Regions from separate parts of the Canis lupus genome. Here region 1 is linked to region 2. Evidence: chromatin contacts called from public Hi-C data. All regions are on one chromosome and are shown on one strand. The core of a region is the stretch at or near the end of the contact, and the rest is flanking DNA. Distances in the headings are between cores, read along the strand shown. Region 1 holds the start of TRMO (tRNA (adenine(37)-N6)-methyltransferase). Region 2 holds the start of XPA (DNA repair protein complementing XP-A cells).

Region 1 (4,134 bases), core at 78-2,577, 210 kb after region 2:
CTTACAGCTCCCCCATTCCATGCTATGTAGACCTCTGAGCCCTGTTCCTTCCTGCATATTGAAATATTAGACCTGTAATCTGGCACTGTGCAATAATTTTTTTTAAATGAGCACAACCTTTGACCAAGTTACAGTACTTTTAGTAAATTTAATCTAAGTTAAATTTTTATAACATGTGCACAAACATTTTAGTTTTAAGAATTTTCTTCCAAAAAAAAAAAGAATTTTCTTCCAATTGAAAACTGGCAGTAACCTAAATGCCCAACAGTAAGTAACTGGTTAATCAGAACACATCTCTAAAGCAAAATGGGGGTGCCTGGGTGGCTCAGTTGGTTAATCATCTGCCTTTGGCTCCGGTCATGATCCTAGGGTCCTAGGATCGAGCCCTACATGGGGCTCTCTGCTCAGTGGGGAGCCTGCTTCTCCATCTTCACCTTGCTTATGTGAACGCATGCTTTCCCTCTCTCAAATAAATTTAAAAAAATTTTTTCTTTTAACGCAGAATAATGTGCAATCCCTTAAAATTATTAATGGCCATAGATTTATAGGGAACTTAAGTTTTAGAAAAAAAGTCATAAAACAGTGGCGTCACATAATCCCCTTTTTCTACCGTGCATGAACTGAAACAGGAATGGAAAGTAGACTCCAGGATATTAAGTGTGGTTTTCTCTGGGTGACAGCAGATTTTAATTTTCTTCCATTTGCTTCTTCTAATCTAATATTCTCTCTATAATGACGTGAAAACAAACTCATGCCCATCTCTTCCAGAACCAGTATAAAAAGATTTCCCGTCTCTCCCGCCTCACTTCCCTTAGTACAGGATGCCTCTCTCTCGTATTTATTAATTCCAAACCCGCTAACACCGGCGTTCGCATCCTCACTCTCACAGGAGCACGACCTCTGCGAGAAAGGCTGCTGCTGATCAGCACGTGGCTGCTCCAGCCACCGCGCCAAGCCCGACCCAGCCGCAGCTACCCCGCAACAGGAGATGACATCATTCCGCTCGCCTCGGCAAAATCACGTGGTCGCCCGTGCACGTGATCCGTGGCTTCGCAATAAGTATAATGACGCACTTTGGTTCAACTTGTCGCGTCTTGTGTCCCTCTCTGCCGTCAAGTCAGCGGCCTGCGCCTAGGCCTCCTTCGGGTGCGGAACCGCGGGTCTGTCAGAAGTTACCTGTTTCCAGAGCCGGCTTCACGCACCCGCACGGGGTCGCTGCGGGCCGAGACCCCGGCTCCTCCGAGCCGCGCATAGCTGCTGCTCACTGAGGTGTCGACCCTAGGCGACAGGCCTTCCGCTTCCGGTCCCCGAGCTTGGCGCCTGCGCAGAAGCCGCCCTGGAAGGTGCGGACCCAGAGCCTGGCGCATGCGCGGGGGGCGGGGAGCGGGGAGCGCCCTTAGCGGGCGCGGCCGGCGGCACCCGGAGGGTTTCGCTGGGTTTCCTGAAGCCCTTTCCCGGCCTCGGTTCCTCTCCCGGGCCCGGCTCTCCGTCTCCTCGCTCTGATCCTCTGCGACTCACCACCAGTGACTCCCGATTTCCTGCGCTTGCCGAGGGGGGCGCTTCCATGAAGAATTACGCACTAGGATGCCTCTCTCGGAACATTAATATAGGAGTCTACGTGTCCAGTGAAGGACACTGATTTTTAAAGAAAAAGGATGTGTACGTACAGTTACCACATAACCTAGTGGTCGGATGTCAGGAAATTAGACATTCTTGAGTGGTGAGAACACACATGATTATTTTATACTTCTGTATACTTTAATTTTTCCCATAGTAAAACGATGTTTTGTCAGCAAGGAACCCCAAGTAAACCTTATTTCTAATGGGGAACGTCACTGGAATAGGGGTTAAGAGGTGGGGAGGGGGGGGACTGGATTTTGTGCTCCATGCCAAACGGGAACTGGAGCAAGAATGAAATTGAGAGCCAATATGCCATGTACAAGGGAGAGACTGATCTTTTTTTTTTTTTTTTTTAAGACTCTATTTATTTACTCATGAGAGACGCAGGGGGTGGGCGGGGCAGAGATACCGGCAGAGGGAGAAGCAGGCTCCATGCAGGGAGCCCGACGTGGGACTCGATCCTGAGTCTCCAGGGTCACACCCTGGGCTGAAGGCGGCGCTAGACCGCTGAGCCCCCCCGGGATGCCCTAAAGATCTTTTTCTGTTCAGCTGTGAAAAGTTGAGAGCCAACAAGAATCCTGTTTTCATCCCACGCGATAAAAACAGTTATCCTTGCAGCGATGCTACTACCTTTTTACCTACTTACTTGTAACGTCATCTCCTTCCTATATCAAGTTTCTCTGTACATACAGTTCTGTGTCTGGGTTTAAAAAAAAAAAAAAAACCTGTGTGGGGCGGGGGGAACATATGGCTTGGAATATAAAATATTCAAAAGCATGCAAGTCCCCAGATGTTAAAGGCTCAACCATGAAAATCTGTTGCTAAACCTCTTTTCACTTGTCACAGAGTTATAGATCACTAATAGAAAACAACCAGTAACAGCCAAAGATTTAAAGAGAAGGTTGTGATTTAAAACACACACACACACACAGGGCAGCTCGGGTGGCTCAGCGGTCTAGCGGGGCCTTCCGCCCAGGGCGTGATCATGGAGACCTGGGATCGAGTCCCACGTCGGGCTCCCTGCATGGAGCCTGCTTCTCCCTCTGCCTGCGTCTCTGCCTCTCTCTGTGTGTCTATCATGAATAAATAAAATCTTTAAAATAAAAAATAAAACACACACTTTAAAATTGATAAAATTCATATATGTGTCTTCTGTCCATGAAAAAATTGGAAAACAATGCCTAATGGCATCTGTTTCCAGGAGAAATGCCATTCATCTGTGCACCTGCAGAAACAAGTTTGAGAACAATTGAGCTATATATATACTTCGTAAAACTGGGGCAGTAACACCTGGCATCGAGTTTGCCGCTAGATGGTGGTGTTGAAAGTGATACATCTCGCTTAATTTGTGGACAAACCATTGTGGAAAATGAGAGGTATTTGCCCGCCTGACCCTAGACATTATTATCTCATGATAATCAGGCCACAATCATGCATTACAGAGTGTAACAAGTATACTGAGATGCAAGGCCGATTTGGAAACACTGAATTAGCTTGCTACATCTAAATTTCAAAGGTAAATTTTCTCTTTATGGAAAATAGGAACTTAAATATGTAGCACCTTTATTATGTGCTCTGAGGCTTTTTTTATTATCCTTTCCAGAGTTATATCTGATTATTTGTAGTTTTTAAGGCAACTGTTTCTTTGGAGGTAAGACCTGGGAATATTCCTTTACAAAAACCTAAATGATTCTGATATAGGTGGTCATCATCCTACATTTAAAAATGGTTCTTAATCTTTCATTTGGATGAAGTATCCCTTTGAAAAAACAACTAAAGCTTCAGGACTTCTCATGCATCATTTTAGATTTAATAGCATAGGATTCATGGATTTTTAAGAACCACTATTGTACCTATAAAGTAGGGGTAGATGGTTGCAAAACTTTTGGTTCTGTGACCTCAAGGTTCTAAGCCAAGAAGAAAACTGTAAAGTGTTCAGATGCACACTGGTGTTTGAGAATAGTGAGAAAGCAGAGATTGTGTGTATACAGGGAGTGGGGTAAGAGGACAAGTAGAAAGGGTCCTAAGAGGTAAAAAGAGAAGATCCCTCTCTTTCTAGTGTACTATATTCCTCCTTCTATCTACTTCCCCATCTCACCTTTATGCTCTTGTGCATTGTACCTCTACAACTATCTTATGGTTCATCTTTTTTTTTCTTATGGTTCATCTTAATGCAACACTATTAGAACATGAAACTTCCATTTACTTTTTTTTTCCTCTAATGTTGACCCACTCTGGCAGGTGAATTGAGACAAGATTTCCTAAGATTATACCCAGCATGAAAAAGCACTGAGGTAGTTAGATGTGACTTTAGGTGAATACTCAGCCTCTTTGAGGTTATTCCCTCATCTATAAAACTGGAATGATAATCATTGCCCCACCCATTTCACAAACTCTTGTGCAAATCAAATTTAAGTGTATATGAGGGATCCCTGGGTGGCGCAACGGTTTGGCGCCTGCCTTTGGCCCAGGGCGCGATCATGGAGACCCGGGATCGAATCCCACATCGGGCTC
Region 2 (4,062 bases), core at 108-2,607:
AGGGAGCCCGATGTGGGACTCGATCCCAGGACTCCAGGACCACGTCCTGGGCTGAAGGCAAGTGCTAAACCACTGAGCCACCCAGGGACCCTGGAGAAAGGAATTTAAAAAAACAAACTAGAAAACAGGATGAAACCAGAACTCTCCAAAGTAGCTAGAATTGGCAGATCCAGTGTCAGTATGAATATCAAGACATGCTATCAGCTCCTGTCATTTTTCTTTTCTTCTGGCTGATGAAAAGGGGTAGTAGATGACACAGCTCTAAAGTACGCTCAACACAGTATAGCATGTAGCTTTAGGAACAGGTGTACTTCATGTCATAGAGGCAGTCTTGAAAAACTGCATGTCCACCAAACTATTTTAGGTGCCCAAAGGAAGACGACAGTGCAAAGTTATAGGACATAAAGGTACCTACATGAAAGACATGCAGTCAAGGGCTGCCCTAAGAAAAGGGGGCGGGGGGGATAAATTTCAGACAGATGTAACAGACGCCTGGCACAGAAGCAGTTGGTGGCAGGAAAAGGCCAAGAAGCCAGTATGGGACGGGATGCGCTCCATTCTAGTCCTGATTAGCTTGTGAACCCGCCGCGATGAAGCCGGACAGGCAGATCCCTTTCCTTCTCTGGTCCTCAGTAAATCACCGCTCCCCAACCCTGCCCTGATTATCTCCAAGTTAACAAGTCAGCTAACTCGAGAGATGGGAGTCACAGCAGGTGCTACCCTAGAGAGCCTCACGAAGCCAGTCGCTCGCGTCCGTTTGCCCGCGGTGCCCGGCACGTAGCAGGTGCAGGATCCCAATACGCGCGCAGTCGCCTTTTTGGTGACGGGGATGAACCCGGGGGCGGTGCGGGGTGATCCCCGAAATGGGCCACGAGCCTGAACGCTTTATATGCGAGGCCCACCCCTGGCCCTTGGACGCGCAGCGGGGCCGGAAAGGGAAAGCTAAGGCGCCGACCGACAGCCCGACGCCCCGACGGCCCGACACCCGCTGGGACGCCCCGACCGGTGAGGGCGGCCGCATCCCCCAACCTCAGCGGGGAGCGGGGCCACCTGGGTGCAGGGAGGAGGCCCGGGCTCCAGCGCTTAACCGCTGGCGCTCTGGGCTCCGCGTCGGCCCTGGGAGCGGCCTCCCCGCGCGGCACCGGGCCCGCCGGAGGGAAGGGGCAGGCGCCGCCAGGGCCCAGACCTCCGGGAGCCGCAGCCGCCGTCGCCGGGTAGGGCCGGGCCGCCAGCCGGGCCTGGCGCAGCATCAGCGCCCGCTGCCTCTTCCGCTCGATGCTCGCCCGCACCGAGGCAGGCAGCTCTGCCGGCGGTTCCGAAGCCGCCGGCTCCGGCGAGGGTCCCCCGGCGGCCGCCATCTCCAGACGCCCCGGAGAGCCGAGGCTCCGGCCCCGCGCACGCGCACTGGCGCCGAAGCCCGCCCAGCGCCCGGTCAGGACGCCGGCACCGCCTCCCGGGCGACTCCGCTCGGCGGCCGCTGAGAAGGAGAGCGCCTGCGCGACCTGAGGCGGCTGGGGCGGGGCGGGAGGAGGGGGCGGGGCGGGAGGAGGGGGCGGGGCGGGAGGAGGGGGCGGGGCGGGAGGAGGGGGCGGGGCGGGAGGAGGGGGCGGGGCGGGAGGAGGGGGCGGGGCGGGAGGAGGGGGCGGGGCGGGAGGAGGGGGCGGGGCGGGAGGAGGGGGCGGGGCCTGCGCAGCGTCAAGGCAGGGAACTAGAAGGGGCGGGGCTGAGGGCGGTGTCCAGGACCCGGTCCTCCTCAAAATCCTGGTCTTGCCTGGTGGTCCAGAATATACGCTTTGGAGTCAAATCTGGGTTAAGTTCTAGCTCTGACATTTACCATTGGTTGCTTGAACAACTTACGTAACCTCAGGTAAATTTCTTCAGGAGCTAAACGAGGATGATGACAGACCGCTTCCTGGGTTGTTGGATAGATTAGCGGCCAAGGTGTCCAGCCCAACGCCTGGCATGTAGAAAGCTTCCAAAAATAATAGCAGCTAGTAGTACTAGCAGTGCCAGTCAAAAAAGCCCCATAGATGATTCATCTGACTTTATTATGAAAACATGGCCTAGGGGGCAGAGCCTTAGATTCGAAATGGGAAACCCTGGGTTCTAACTCTCACCCGCTATATGACATCAGGGGTACCAAAGCTGATATGCACGAACTTGGCTGTCTTTTCCATGAAATATTCCTTCAGTGCGGATGAAATGCCACCAGGTAGACAGTGGGTTTGGATTTGAGTCAAATCCTGACTTCCCAAAAGTGTGGTAAATGGAGCATTTTGCAAGAAATATTGCATGCTTTCCCAAAAACGTATGCTTTTTTATTACAAACGAAATTTCAAATGAAACCAGAAGGCCCATTATCTTCTAATTATTACATATATCATTAAAGACTAGTTTTCAGAACACCGAGGTTTCACACTAGTTTTCAATGATTAAAATTTTAGCAGAACCACCTAGTGGTTCTAATTTATTTATTATTAATTTATTTATTTAATCTAATTTGTTGATTATATTATTCATATATGTTAAATATAACTTAGTATATTTAATATATAAATATAATCTATATTTAATATATATTTTTTAAATCTGGAGAACATTATATAAAGCAGATAAATGCTCAGATCTTCTGGTTGAATGGAGATAGAGATCTCTCAAGCAATCCCTGTTTCCTTACCCCTCAGATTCCTTTCCCTTCCTATTTGTTGACCTTGTCCAGGTGACAAAATCTCAAATTCCATATAACACCAAAATCCCAAACAATAAAAGCAAAAATTTGATAATTTGGACTTCATCAAAATTTAAAACTTTTGTACATCAAAGAACCATCAAGAGGCGCCTGGATGGCTCAGTCGGTTAAGCATCTGCCTTCGGCTCAGGTCATGATCCCAAAGTCCAGGGAGCCTGCTTCTCCCCCTCCCTCTGCCTTCCACTCTGCCTCCTTGTGTACTTGCTCTCTCTCTAATAAATAAAATCTTAAAAACAAAAAAAGAACACCACCAAGAAAGTGAAAAAGATAACTCACAGAAGGGTAGAAAATATTTGCAAATCGTATATCTGAAAAGGGTCGAGTATCCAGAATACATAAAGAAATTTTATAAGTGAATAACAAAAAGGCAAGTAACCCAATTTTTAAATAAGCAAAGGACTTAATTAAATAGATATTTTTCTAAAGACTATATACAAATGGCCAACAAGCACATGAAAAGATATTCATCACTACTCATTAGGGAAATACAAATCAAAAGTACAGTGAGATACCACTTTACCACCACTAAGATAACTAGACTTAAAGGAAAAAAATAACAAAATAGTACGTGTTGGCAAGAATTTGGAGAAATTGGAGCTCTCAAATGTGACCGGTAGGAATGTAAAATGCTGCTATGGGAAACAGTTTGGCTATTCAAAAAGTTAAACACACAATTACCACATGAGTCAGCGATTCCACTCATTCTGCTTTATATAATGTTCTACAGCATATATATACATGTATATTAAAATACTAATATATAGTATTATATATATTATATGTGTATAATATATATACTCAATAGAGTGGAACCACTAGATTCTGCTGCTCAACTTTTAAACATTGAATAAGAATGTGAGACCTCAGTGTTCCAGGTTGTTCTAAAACCCTACCCCACAAATCCACATACCACAAAGAATTGAAAACAGGTGTTCAAACAAAAACTTGCACATGAGTGTTTGTAGCAGGCCCTATTCACAGTAACCAAAAGGTTAAAACTACCCAAATACCCATCAAATGATGAATGGATGAATGAAATGAGATATATGTCCCCACAAAGGAATATTACTCGGCCATAAAAGGAGCAGAGTACCGACACGTGCTGCAACATGAATGGACCTTGAAAACAATGCATTCCTTTTGTAAGAAACATTCAGAATCAGCAAACTCATTAACAGAAACAGAAAAGCAGAGTACTGGTTGCCAGGGGCTGAAGACTGACTGCTTATTAAGTATTAAGGTGTCGTTGTGGGGTCTTGAAGTGTCCTGGAACTAGACAATGGTGACAGTGAATTGTGAATGCACTACATGTT

What was found. Hi-C and Micro-C count contacts between places; a contact is called where the count stands out from the background.
Region 1: a Hi-C map of blood shows a contact between it and region 2, with 2.4 times the contacts expected there. The contact joins the promoter of TRMO here to the promoter of XPA in region 2. A contact is called at or near these places in 2 of 9 Hi-C or Micro-C datasets (both in blood).

Annotation. Positions count from the first base shown.
Region 1 is chr11:55,536,838-55,540,971 of UU_Cfam_GSD_1.0, forward strand. TRMO (tRNA (adenine(37)-N6)-methyltransferase) reads right to left here and starts at 1,328. Exons shown (of 5, transcript XM_038552905.1): 1 at 1,177-1,328. The coding sequence starts at 1,252.
Region 2 is chr11:55,330,216-55,334,277 of UU_Cfam_GSD_1.0, forward strand. It overlaps XPA (DNA repair protein complementing XP-A cells), which reads right to left and starts at 1,358. Exons shown (of 6, transcript XM_038552904.1): 1 at 1,187-1,358. The coding sequence starts at 1,358.